Regions from separate parts of the Mus musculus genome. Here region 1 is linked to region 2. The links are chromatin contacts, called in public promoter capture Hi-C maps. All regions are on one chromosome and are shown on one strand. The core of a region is the stretch at or near the end of the contact, and the rest is flanking DNA. Distances in the headings are between cores, read along the strand shown. Region 1 overlaps Igf1r (insulin-like growth factor I receptor). Region 2 holds the start of Lins1 (lines homolog 1).

What was found. Promoter capture Hi-C pulls out the DNA fragments that hold promoters and counts their contacts.
Region 1: a contact with region 2 is called in a promoter capture Hi-C map of neutrophils, with 7 times the contacts expected there. The contact joins the enhancer-like site here to the promoter of Lins1 in region 2. A contact is called at or near these places in 3 of 39 promoter capture datasets (liver, neutrophils and pre-B cells), 3 of 484 Hi-C or Micro-C datasets (muscle stem cells, pre-B cells and uterus) and 1 of 115 datasets of contacts at active chromatin or transcription factors (microglia).

Annotation. Positions count from the first base shown.
Region 1 is chr7:68,125,190-68,131,175 of GRCm38.p6, forward strand. All of the region lies in intron 2 of Igf1r (insulin-like growth factor I receptor), which reads left to right. Among named protein-coding and RNA genes, the nearest start is that of Gm51488, 9.0 kb to the right of the region's middle. Within about 2 kb of position 3,947, at least 378 of the 459 cell types and tissues checked have an H3K27ac peak or open chromatin away from gene starts, as enhancers often do. A contact at or near this core is called in microglia, muscle stem cells, neutrophils and 1 more, where this site is marked.
Region 2 is chr7:66,687,850-66,693,986 of GRCm38.p6, forward strand. Lins1 (lines homolog 1) reads left to right here and starts at 2,040. Exons shown (of 8, transcript NM_152815.2): 1 at 2,040-2,174. It overlaps Asb7 (ankyrin repeat and SOCS box-containing 7), which reads right to left and starts at 1,712. Exons shown (of 6, transcript NM_080443.2): 1 at 1,251-1,712; 2 at 974-1,071.

The sequences.
Region 1 (5,986 bases), core at 2,697-5,196, 1.4 Mb after region 2:
TGTGTGTGTGTGTAATGGAATGTAATTTGCCAGCATTTCTGATGTACCAGTGCCTGTGCCCTTTGACATGGTAATTCTCCCAGGATGATCACCCACAGACACACCAGCACACCGGTGAACTGACAGGTGTATTAGGCCACTTTACATGGTGTTGTCTGAAATGACAAGTTCTATCAGTAGAGGGATAATAAATAGGTTTACTGTTATCTCTCAAACCTGCCTCCTCATTAGAATCATCTGGGACTTTGTTTCTACTGTTTCATTTCAAGGCTCACGTGATAGCCTCTAAACCAACTAAATCCGCTTCTGGGGAAGTAACAGTGATTTAAACACACAGGCAAGGTTGGGGACCACTCAGGGTTATCTATAGAGCAGAATGCTGTCTGTGAAGATAAGATGGCTGTTTTCTTGTTTTAATACTTTCATCCATATACAAAATGTGCTTTGATTACCACCCATTATCTTCTGTTTGTCCCTTCTTTCCCTTCTGTATCATTTCCTCCCTCTGTACAAAGCCTCCCTTTTATTTTCATTAAAAAAAAAAAATACACAGATGAGATAGGCTTTGGTCTGGCCAGCGTCACTTCAGATGATTGTCCACTCCTTAACTTCCCGCCGATAGTTTGGTTTTATCCTTGACATCTGACACAGCTGTGCGTGTGCATCACATTTCCTTCATCTTTTCCTGGTCCCATTGCTTGGCTGATGTGGATAGTAACGTGGATGTGTCGTGTGCTGACTTAGCATCACATCTGTACATCCCGAAGTGAGGTAGTAGCACATTTTTGGCCATATAGGCTTCCATAGTATCTAAACTACTTCATTTTTATTTCCACCAACAATGTGTACAGGCACATTTCCCCCTGCATCCTTGCCAGTGTTTGTTGATGGTTGTCTTAATGTGCTCCATTGTGAATGGGGTGAGATTTGAATCTCGGTGTGGTTTACATTTGCATTTCCCTGGTGGCTAAGGGTGTTGAGCATTTCTCATGTATGTATTGGTCTTTTGTGCTTCTTTTGAAAACTGCCCATTTGATTAATTTGCCCATTTATTGGTTTGATTATTTGTTCTTTTGACATTTAAATTTTGTTCTTTATATATTCAGTATATTAATCCCTTGTCAGATGAAAAGCTAACAGATTGTCTCTTCACTGTCTCCTTTGCTGTTCAGCTTTTTAATTTGAAATCCTATTTGTTAGTAGAGAAGACATACCGTTTGTAAACATAGACAGATCTAGAATACATTAAGCAACAAAGAAAAAAAAATAGCCCACTTACTGAAAGCCAATTGAGTGTTCTGTGTTATAGTTTTTATATATGTAATATATGTGTGGTGTTATTATTTATGGTGTTTGATAGGGTCTGTAATCACCGAAAAGTCAAGCTTCAGGCATGCCTGCCAAGGGCCGTGTTAACTTAAAGACGGGAAGACCAAGACTTAGGCAGCACCAGCCCCTGTCCTGGGAACCAGTTCTCTCTGCTTCTTGACTGAGGATGCAGTGTGGTAATGAGCATCCTGAAGCTCAGGCCATCATGTTTGCCTCACCGTGATGGGCTTTGAGCCAGAATACAGACTCCCAGCTTTACATTGCTTTAGTTGGCTATTTGTTCCCAGCTAATATACTGTATATTTTGTTAGTTTTGATTTTAAACCGTGCATTTGCCTGTACCAGAACAAATTCTATTCACAAACAAGTATCTGTAATCTTAAGGTGAAATCTGGTACCACTCTTTATCTACAGGTTTACTCTTTTCCACCATTAAAGGCTTAGAAAGATGGAGGGTTGATGACAGATGTCACATGAGGGCGTAAGCAGAGACTGAGCCCCAGCTGTGGAACCCCACAATTCTTAGAACACTGGATATGGCTGTATGGCGGACAGACTAAACTGTGAGCAAGTCAGTGACTGGTCAGATAGAAAAGGAGATGACAGTTCAGTGTCATGGTGGAAAGGAATCGGGGATGTGCAGAGTTGATAGCATAAGAGCCAGGAGGAGATCTCTGATTGAGATGGAGGGGGGAGTAAGAATCCACCTCAGAGACAGAGGCCTTCAGACAGAAAGCAGGGGGAGACCATCACAGCCACAAACGGAGCATGGCGCTGCTTCACCCCTACAGATGGCAATGGGTTGGTTATGCAGATGTACAGGTGATACCACTTCTGAAATTTTGCCTCTCCGCTCTTCCTTTACCAACAAACCATGCTAGTTCTAGTTTTGTAGCTAATTCTGGCCAGAGAAGTAAGAACGGAAAGAGACCTCTCTGCTCTTGGTACACAGTGTAGTTGGTGGGAGGTTGTGAAAGGTATGCCAAGAGAGGAAGTGATTTTAGGCAGAGTGGAAATTTGCCAAGTAGAGAAAACAGAGTTGTTGACCCAGCAGAGAAAACACATTAATTGCACGTGTGTAAGGAAAGATTTTCAGGGGTAGGCATACTCAGGATGCTAGGGAAGAATCCTAGAAATATTTGGCAAGTTTGCAGCGGGCACTTTAGTAGAAGCCCATCTCCACTGAAGACCCAAATCTGAAGATAATACCATTCCAGGCCTCAGGAAGTTCAGGGTCTTAACGTAGGAGTGGAGTCTAAATACAGCATTAAAGCCCTATCAGAGACTTAGTGCTAAGAAAACAAATTTCAGTCTTCTGCAAGAAGTGGGGTAGCTGGGCCAGGGAGAACGGTGGAGAACAGTGGCCTCTCCTGGGCAGGCAGAGGTAAAGTCTAGAAAGCATAAAAACCAACGTTGAGTAAAATGATGTGTGTGGTCTGGGCAGGGACCTGGGAACAGAACAAAGTGTCCAGAGGGAGGGTGCCTACAATGAAAGTAGCTACTGGTTTGGGGTCTGATGCCAGGCTGCAAGGACCAAGGAAAGCCTAAATCCATGTTTTATACAGCAAAGGTGACTTGGGGTGAACATTTACTGGGGTTGCTTGTGGCAGGCTCCATAGGAGATAGCAGAGGTGAGGGACTAGAATGGCAAAGGAGAATGCCAGGTGGCCAGTTTGCACTGTTATCTCCTATAAAGTACCCGTTATCGATATATCGTGATACCGATATATCTTGATTGTGAAAAGTGACAACGTGGTCTCTGTATATTCAACAAGCATTGAAGTGGAGAGAGCCGGCTTGGCTGGCCTCCTGGTCCCCTTTTACATTGAGGAGGCTTGCTCAGGATAGCGACTTGTGAGCATGTTTATGTGCGGGGTGAGCAGAGCCCCCCATCCTAAGAGCAGATGGTTTCCTCCGCCTGGGGTCCTGTAAGGATGGTGAAGCTGGAGTGAGGGAATGGGAGATTCAAGTGAGACTGCCAGAAATACTATGGGCAAGGCAAGTTAACCGCTTATTTCTTATCAAGTGGTCCCAACGCCGTCATGTGTTGTTTCTTTTTGTGTATGTTCTCCATCCCAGCTGCTCCCAATAGGCTCAGAGCTCCTAAAACTTGCTATCAAAAGATGTAGCTGTGTGTCTGGTGCACCAGCATGCCATTAATGGCGTATTGTATAGTGCAACAATTTTAGTGTGTGATTTAAAGCAACTTTCGTAAAAGACAATTTTAAATTTTTATTCGACGGTGAGGAAGGGGCTTCTGGACAAAAGCGACTAAATCGGTTATCATTCCATTGGAGACTTCGTCAGCCATACAAGAAGTGAAAATGATGGAAACAAAACCTTTGAGGTTCTGCACAAAACAAAAAAACGATGTGTGGCTTAAAGTCAGCAGTTCTGGCTCGGGGGGGGGGGGGGGGGGGCTCCAAACGACGCCTCCAGGTGCTGACTTTTGGGGCCACCCCCTTCCTGCCCTCCCCGCTGTGGCAGCCAGGATTCCTTTTGTCTCGGGTGCTTCCCCACCCCGCCCTGCCAGCCAGAGGGAGCTGGCACCGGGCGCCCTCCCCACCGCCCCTGGACCAAGGTTGTTTACTACTTTCTACTCGGAATAACACGCCAATCACCAGGGCCCGCCCTCTCTCTCAGCCAATCAGTTTGTTGGGAAATTCCACCTTTCCTAAGGGCCCAACCAGCGATTGGCTGCAGGACTTGTCAGTCAAGCTGGCATCCCGCAAGGATGCAGCTGGAGTATTAGGGACGCGATCACCAGAGCCGAGGAGGAGTAACCTTCCCATAAACAAGATGGGGGGCCCCCCAAGAAAGCACGGATTGGGGTGGGGAGCTGAAGCTCAGCCCAACCCCGGGGCCCCACCGGAGTGAAGAGGGCCGAGCGCAGAGCCGGGGAATCCCTCCCTCCGCCTCCCGCCCTTGCTGCAGTTGTAAACACGCTTCCCTCCATGTCTGTTTTTCTTTCTCTAACCGTGGCCATTACAGGCTGCTGTTTACAAAAATCCTGCAGGGCAGTGCTGTTCTCTAGGATCCTGTCCTCCATTCACCTTGCCTCAGGACCCCTTTTCAGGCTTTTTTTTTTTTTTTTTTTAATTTTCTCCCCGCTGCTAGGCACAAACTGAAGGAAGCTATTGGGTCGTGCAAGCTTGTTTTCCTTTTATTGCAGCACGCAAAGCAAGTCACGCTGTAGCAGCAGCACCATTTCCCAGGAGAACAGGCTGGCTGGCCATTAAGAGCACCGCGCAGCCTAAACAGGCGTAGCTCTAGAAGGACTGGCTGGGTTTTTGTTGTTGTTATTATTATTACTGGTCTGAGTCAAGCTGGATGCTATTTTGATTCTGCATTTTCTTCCAAAATTCGTCTTGAAATCTATCCCCACTTACAGGTTTGGGATTTACACCACCACCCGGCGCACGCCCCTTTTCATAAAGGCAGTATTGTGTTGAACTAAATGTTTTTCTACCTTCTCTGATCTGAATCAGGTTTCCCATTTCTAGCAGCACAATGTAGTTGTATTCTGTGTGGTAGGGGCGTAGTGGACATGAATTATTTGCGACAGGGTTGCCTGGAAGATACGGAGTGGAATTTGCGTGGCACGGAACAGTTCCCAGTGCCCAAGGTTTCTGTTACTCTGGCTCCAAGCAGGAAGCGCAGGCAATATGGCAAAACACAGCACGTGGCATCCCATTCAAAAACGCTCTTTTCTAGAAGCTGGTATTGCAGAGGATATCCGATCTTGACTAGTTTCACCACCACCACCACCCCTTTCACAAGCAGAAAGAAAAACTAATGTACGGAAATTTGGTGTAGATATTTAGTAGGAAGCTTTGTTAAGTGTAAAGGCAAGGTTTGGAAGTTCTGGCGAGAAGCTGAAGGACCTTGTGGGCACGCTTTACAGGATTTAAGGTTGTAGGAATTGTAACCCCCACATGGGAGGCCACGGACCTCTGGGCTCCTCTAGACTTAACACCCTGCAAAGTTACTGAGCTACAGAGCCCTGGAGGATCTTAGGGTTGATGCTGAGGGAGAAAGGAAGGTTGCTGCAGGTAGGAATGTGGGTGGCCCTAGCATGTTCTGGCCAGGATTGGATTTCCAGGAGTAGCTTCTATGGCTACCTGTGTGAGTTTGTGGAAGACTCCAGTCTTAAGTTATGAAAGCCTGGTTAGGATCTCAGTGGATGGTTGGTCTTTTTTCCTACTTACTCATTTGTTTGATCCCAAGCCCCAAACCACCCCCCCCCCTTTACACACACAAGCAGCTTTCCCCAAAATGACCAAGTTAGTATGTAACACGCTACCGTTATATACTGAGCTGTCGTCAGGATTTGAGTGGAGGTGGCTGTGTCGCTTGTAGTAAGGGGAGGTTACGAAGGCCACAGCTGGGGCAGAGTTCTGCCTCAGGGCTACAAAGTTCCTGGCATCATTACCCCACCTTATGAAGTTACAAACTGGGCAAGGGGTTGAAGGCAGAAAGAGACCGTAATGAAGAATGTTGTGATGATGTGTGTACCAGCTCCTGTCCCTTATTAGCTGCCTCATCCAGGCCAAGTAAGTTCACCTCCGTTAGCCTCCTTGTCCACTGCCTGAAAGGAAAGCCGTGATGTCTGTGTATGGCTGTGAGGGCTCAATGACCTTTGTCATGCAGTGGGCTT
Region 2 (6,137 bases), core at 790-3,289:
ACATTCTCTCTTTATATTAATGTTCTAAACTTACCTTTTGGGCATTTTCGGAGGCAGCAGAAATCTGAGCACATGACCTAGGTGCTTATATTTCAATCTAGTAAATTCTCTGTAAGGGTTTTAAAATGAGAAAACAAGAATGACCACTGCCAAAACCAAGCAGCAGATAGCTAAACATACCAAAACAATACTTTGTTTCAAAATTCCTGACTGTGCCACTATTGTCAAGGAGATACATTGTAAATTTTTATAAGTTCACCTAGAACACCAGAGATGTAACAAATACTATGTATCACTTCATAACAACTCCTGGTGTCCATCCACTTTTCTCACACAAACACACAAGAACACCCATAGTAAACTATATACTTTGTTTCCGGGGCTAATAGTGCTTTTATACAGTTCCTATACTGTTCCCATTCTTAAGCTACACACATTCACTTGTTCCAGGAAAACCAAATCCAATTATTTTCTTCAAAACCTGTAAGTTTCAGTCCTCCTGTTCACCTTCTGCTACTAAGTCATTATCAGTTAGGTAACTCTGAAGCTTTCCTGATGGAGGCATAGAGAGAAAAAAATGTACATGGGCAAAACAGTAAACTGTGGTTTAATTAAAAGCAGAATCATTCAGAATTAACAAGCAATTAACATGGAATTGAAGAATTCCTATGAGAGTATGTAAGGCGGGGAACTACAAAAAGGTCTCCAAGCCTCCGAGCAGAGTACATGACACAGTATACCAAAAGATAATGCAAAACACGGAAACGCTCTGATCAGGTCCCAGAAGACGTTTCTGGGCTAGAGAAGTTACTGGGGTGTTAAGGACCAGGCATGGGCAGTGCTTCTGGTTTTGCTAGGAAACTAGGATCTAAGAAAGCTTGCATTCCCAGGCAACCACCCTGGAAATAAAGCGTTACTTAATGAGGTAGGGGCCAGGAGTAAACAATGGGGGAAGGGAGGTCTGCCTCTTTACCTTTCAAGAGGATGCTGGTCCAAAGCACTCTGTTTATTGCTCCTCTGGTGGGTGGCCAGACCCCTTCTACTCGCGAGTGTCCTCCAGCAAGCTCAAACCTGGAAAACAGAAACCGATCAGTGGTGCAGTGATCCAGGGGCGAGGAGAGGGCTCTGAGGATGGGGGAGCTTAGCAAAGGCTGGAGGGTGGCAAGGGCAGGCAGGCTAGAGCAGGGCTTCTCCCCCAACCCCCACCCAGCCAGCCCCCTCCCCTCAAGGGAGGAAGAAACTGACTTTACCTGTGTCCTCAGTTGCAGCTCCTCTCTCTCCTTTCAGCCTCCTGCACATTCACCAACTTCTCCATTGAAGAAACACCCCAGGCAGGGCCGGACACCGTGTTCCTGATCCTCCTGGGTGCTTCACGGCCCCAACCCAGAGAGCATCCAGATAGTCGATCAGGCTGGGGGTGGCGGTCTTGGCCTCGGAGCAGCCTCCGGGAAGGGGCGCTGGGAGGAAGTGCCGGCTGGGTGGGGGGGGGGGGGGGCAGTCCCGGTCCAGGGGCTCAGACCAAGGGTCTGCCGCGCGCCGGGCCGGAGGCTTTCAGCTACCGAGGGACTCAAGAGGTCTGGGGACAGAGAGACCCTAAGTCATACCAGGTCCGAAGTGTCAGCAGCAGGGTGTCCCGACAGGGGGCTTTCGGGATGCACTTTGCACTGGGCCACCCCCGCCCCCTCCTTCCAGCACTTTGGGGTCACTGGGATGGGACCAAGCCTTCGACAGCCAATCAGCTGCCGCACTGGAGCCTGCGCTCCAAGCCGTAAACCAGATCCGCGGTGGGTGGGGGTTGGGGTAGGGGGTGGGGGCGACTTGGTTGGTTGGTTGCTTCCTTCTCCTCACACAGATGCCCCCACCCCCTGGCTGTCGTAAAGCTGCCCGCGGATTCGCGACAGTTAGAGGAGGCGGGCTAATAGAGGCTGGGACTTGTCTCCGATTGGTCGCTCTCCCTTCGTCCCCTCCGCTTCCCCGCAGCGGTTCTCCAGGCTCCACCCCCAGCCTGGAGACTCTAAGCGGTTGCTAAGAGACACTGTACTACGAATGGGGCTTCTACGCCTGCTGAGGGAGGGGCCGGCAAGGCCTTCCGTGGAGTACGGTGGCCTGGAGTAGGCAGCTGTGGGCACGAGTGGCCGGGCGATGGCTGCGTGGCCCGGCGGGATGGCAGCCAGGTAAGCAGGAGCCCAGGTTGAGCTGGGTGGCTGGAGCGACACGTGCGTGGCAGGCTGAGCGACGGGGGAGGCGACAGGGCCGAGAGCAGGCGATGAGGGCCCCTACTCGTCGTCGCTCTGCGGTGCTTCTTGGAAGCGAGTGGCGATGTTTGGTGCATCTGTCGGTCTCTGAGACCCGGTTAGCTTCCAGGCTGCCTCGCCCAGCCTGCGAGAGAGCACGCTCTTTGGGATCGCGAGGCTGGTTCAAGGGCTTGCCTGCGAGGATAGCGACCCTAGTGGTTTCTTGTGAATGAAAAGAGCCGGGGGAGGGGGGCGCAGAGTGGGCACATTGATACATTGTTTAAATGCATTGATTCTTTTAGCAAGTGTCTACTGGGTTGACACTACTCTAGTTGTTGGGGAGACTTTGTGAACTTTTCTTTCCTTTCTTTCTTTTCTTTCTTTTTTTTTCTTTTATCTTAACAAGAGAAGATGAAACTGCAGAATGATTAGGGAAAAAAAAAAACCCACAAAGTAATGGAATACAGTTTGACTAGGATGCGCTAGACTCTTAGATTGTGAGCCAGGTCTCCCAGAGAATGACATTTATGCTCTGTGAATGACAAAAAAAACTAGCCAACAAAGATCTGAGGGAAGGCCTTTACAAGCAGTTAATCTGAAGTGCAAAGCCTTTGGTACTTTAATAAGTTTAGGGGAACTGTGACTGAGTAAGGGGAAGAAAGATGGAAATGAGATTAGGGGGTGTGGGCAGACTGCAGATTTTGCAGGAATGTATAGGTCATGCCAGAATGATTCCCGTTTCTATGTTTTGCATTGATCACATAATAGAGAAAGCTGTTATGGGAATTGGATTCCTGGGGATGATGTAACCTATTGCGATATTTTGTTGCAGGTGGGAGTCAGTGTTCGATTTGCCTCTGGGTCTTTTTTTTTCTAGGCTGATACTCGTAGAAAAAGTATTCCTTTGATGTCTTCCACAGGAGTAACTTCTTTTTTTTTTTTTTTTTTTTTTTTGGGATTATTCAGACTTAAAAAGAGATTCTTTTTTTTTTATTTTTTTCATTTTTTATTAGGTATTTAGCTCATTTACATTTCCAATGCTATACCAAAAGTCCCCCATACCCACCCACCCCCACTCCCCTACCCACCCACTCCCCCTAGGAGTAACTTCTTATGTGGACAGACTAACTTCGCTAATTCCTAGAAAAGGTTATAAGTAAGAATAAGGGTTTGATGTGGTACCAAAACTGAAATATCTTGAAGACAATAATACTATGGCTTTGACAGGGAGTTTTGGGCTGGGCTGTCTATTCCTGACTTGAATATATACAAGAGTAGATAAAAGACAACGGAATATGATTTCCTCAGAAAAGGGGTTAGTGAAAGCCCAAGTTATCTTCTAATTGAAGAAGTCTTTGGGGGCCTCAGAGAAAGCATACAGATTATTAGCTTGTGGGCACAGAAGTAAAAAGACCCCAAAAGGCAGATCTTAAATGCCCTGCAAGGCCATGTGTTTTTGGAGTTTGGGACATCATCCTAAGAAAAATAGAAAGATTTTTCAGAATGTGGATGGGTGTATTGTAAGCCAAGATACAACTACTTAGGAAGGGATCTGTCCATGTCAAGGGTAGATAGAAATGGTTCACTGTAACTGATATGGACTGTAGTCACTGAGCTGAGGAGAGAGAGGTACAGGAAAAAGTGAGTTTGAAGGGCATGGAATGAGTTGAGTTGATGTTCAGGGATAAATGTTTATGGGTCTTCCCTCTCCAGGTGGAGTCCTGTAGGAGGCATGTGGGTTCTTCCTTACAGACTCACTGTTAGTATTCAGTGGAAGCCAAACACTACATTTTGAAATGTAATTTTTTCCCCTCTGTACTGACTGGTTTTGTGTGTCAACTTGACACAGGCTGGAGTTATCACAAAGAAAGGAGCTTCAGTTGGGGAAGTGCCTCCATGAGATCCAGCTGTGGGGCACTTTCTCAGTTGGTGTTCAAGGGGTGGAGGGCTCATTGTGGATGGTGGCATCCCTGGGCTGGTAGTCTTGGGTTCTATGAGAGAGCAAGAGGGGAAGCAAGCCAGTAAGTAACACTCCCTCCATGGCCTCTGCATCAGCTCCTGTATCCTGACCTGCTTGAGTTCCAGTCCTGACTTCCTTTAGTGATGAACAGCAATGTGGAAGTGTAAGCTGAATAAACCCTTTCCTCCCCAACTTGCTTCTTGGTCATGATGTTTGTGCAGGAATAGAAACCCTGACTAAGACAGCCTTTTTCTCACGACGCTGGGCAGTGGCAGCCAGCCATAGCTGGCAAGCAGCTGCACTATCAGGACAAACTATCCAGGATTTGTTGGTATATTGTGTTTTTACATCCCCTCATGTCTATAGAAGGCTTCACTATGTCTACTCTACACATACAGCTATGGTTTCTCACAGCATTTAGTAATGGACATGAGAGACTCTGTACTTTAATAAAATAGGTTTGTACTAAATGAACTTTGCCCACCTGTAAGCTAATGTGAGTGTTGTATACATGGTCAGTAAATTAGGTTACAATAAGTAGCTTTTCTGCTTATGGTGTGCTTATGGGAACGTAGCCCCATGATAAGTCAATGAGTATCTGTACATAGCCCAGAAAAGAACTAAACCCTAACTTGCAAAAGTAAAATTGAGGACATAAAAGTTCATGGAATTATTCTGCAAGGGAAATGGGGAGGGCTGAACTCTGAAAAGTCCTGACAGTGAGAGCCCAGGAGAGAAAGTGGACCCAGAGAGGTTGATGAAGAAGGCCTCTCTGGACATGGAGAAGCCTTGTGTGTGCTTTTAGAAAAGGCAGGTATTTTTAAAATGGAAAAACTGCAGTTATTACCTATATGAATTAGGCCTACATTTTCTTTAGAGAATCTGTCCCTTTGGCCAGAAGTCCAAATAATAAAATTTTAAGCAGAAAGAAAGAATGAAACTTCTAGAGGAGAGAAGGTTAGTTTTAACATATGCACCCCTGGCATGAAGGCGTGTGTCCAATGTAGGTAAGTGATTAAGTTACCATTGTTTCTAGTGAGCTCCACAGGTTTCTCTCCCTCTGTCAATATAACCTTTTCAGAAAATATACGTTCTTAGAACATCTTTAAATTTTTACACTTATATATTTAATGTGTATGCGCGGGAATGTGCATCACCATTGTGCACATGTGAAGGTCAGAAGACAGCTTGCAGCCTGTTCTCTCCTTCCACTATGTGGGTTCCAGGGGTTGAACTCAGGCCGCCAGGCTTGGCAGCAGGCTCCTTTACCCACTGAGCCATCTTGTCAGCCAGGAGAACGTCTTTAATAACTGTTTACTTAGATTAGAAAATACGCAAGTTTAGTTTCCCTAAGAAGCAGGTTGTTCTACAAGAAGTTTCCAGACACTTCTGGCTATTAATTTAGATCAAATATATGTAGAACCTAGCACTCTATAACTGCATATTCAGAGGAATAGGTGTGACTCTGCAAGCAGGTTCAGAATCTAACAACAAGCAAACAGAAAACCTTGCAACAAACAATTTGGAAGGATTCCACATATTTTCCAAAGCTTTTAAATCATCAGTGTCATCCTCAGTACCAGCTACCAGTTATCCTCTTATGAATTCAAATCTTGACATGTCTCTTTAAGATGGATGCCTGACTTACAGTTAGAACCCAGCTATGTCAGGGACTGATTAATGGTATGTTTTGGTAACTTTTGATCTTTTCACTCCACAGTGATTTACGGTAAAAACAAAGGATTGTCCCAGACTGCTTGCAGGACAGAGCACCTTGCCTTTCAGTGCTTTGAAAACACCAACAGCACACTTATAAGTTAGTCTGGGATTAGTCTGGGATTTTTGCCTAAAGTGACTCTAACTGAAGTAGTTTTCCATAAGGTCTTGCACAAGGTCCTCTGTGCTCTCGGGGTCTGAGGATTTGAAAATGAAGAGAAACACTT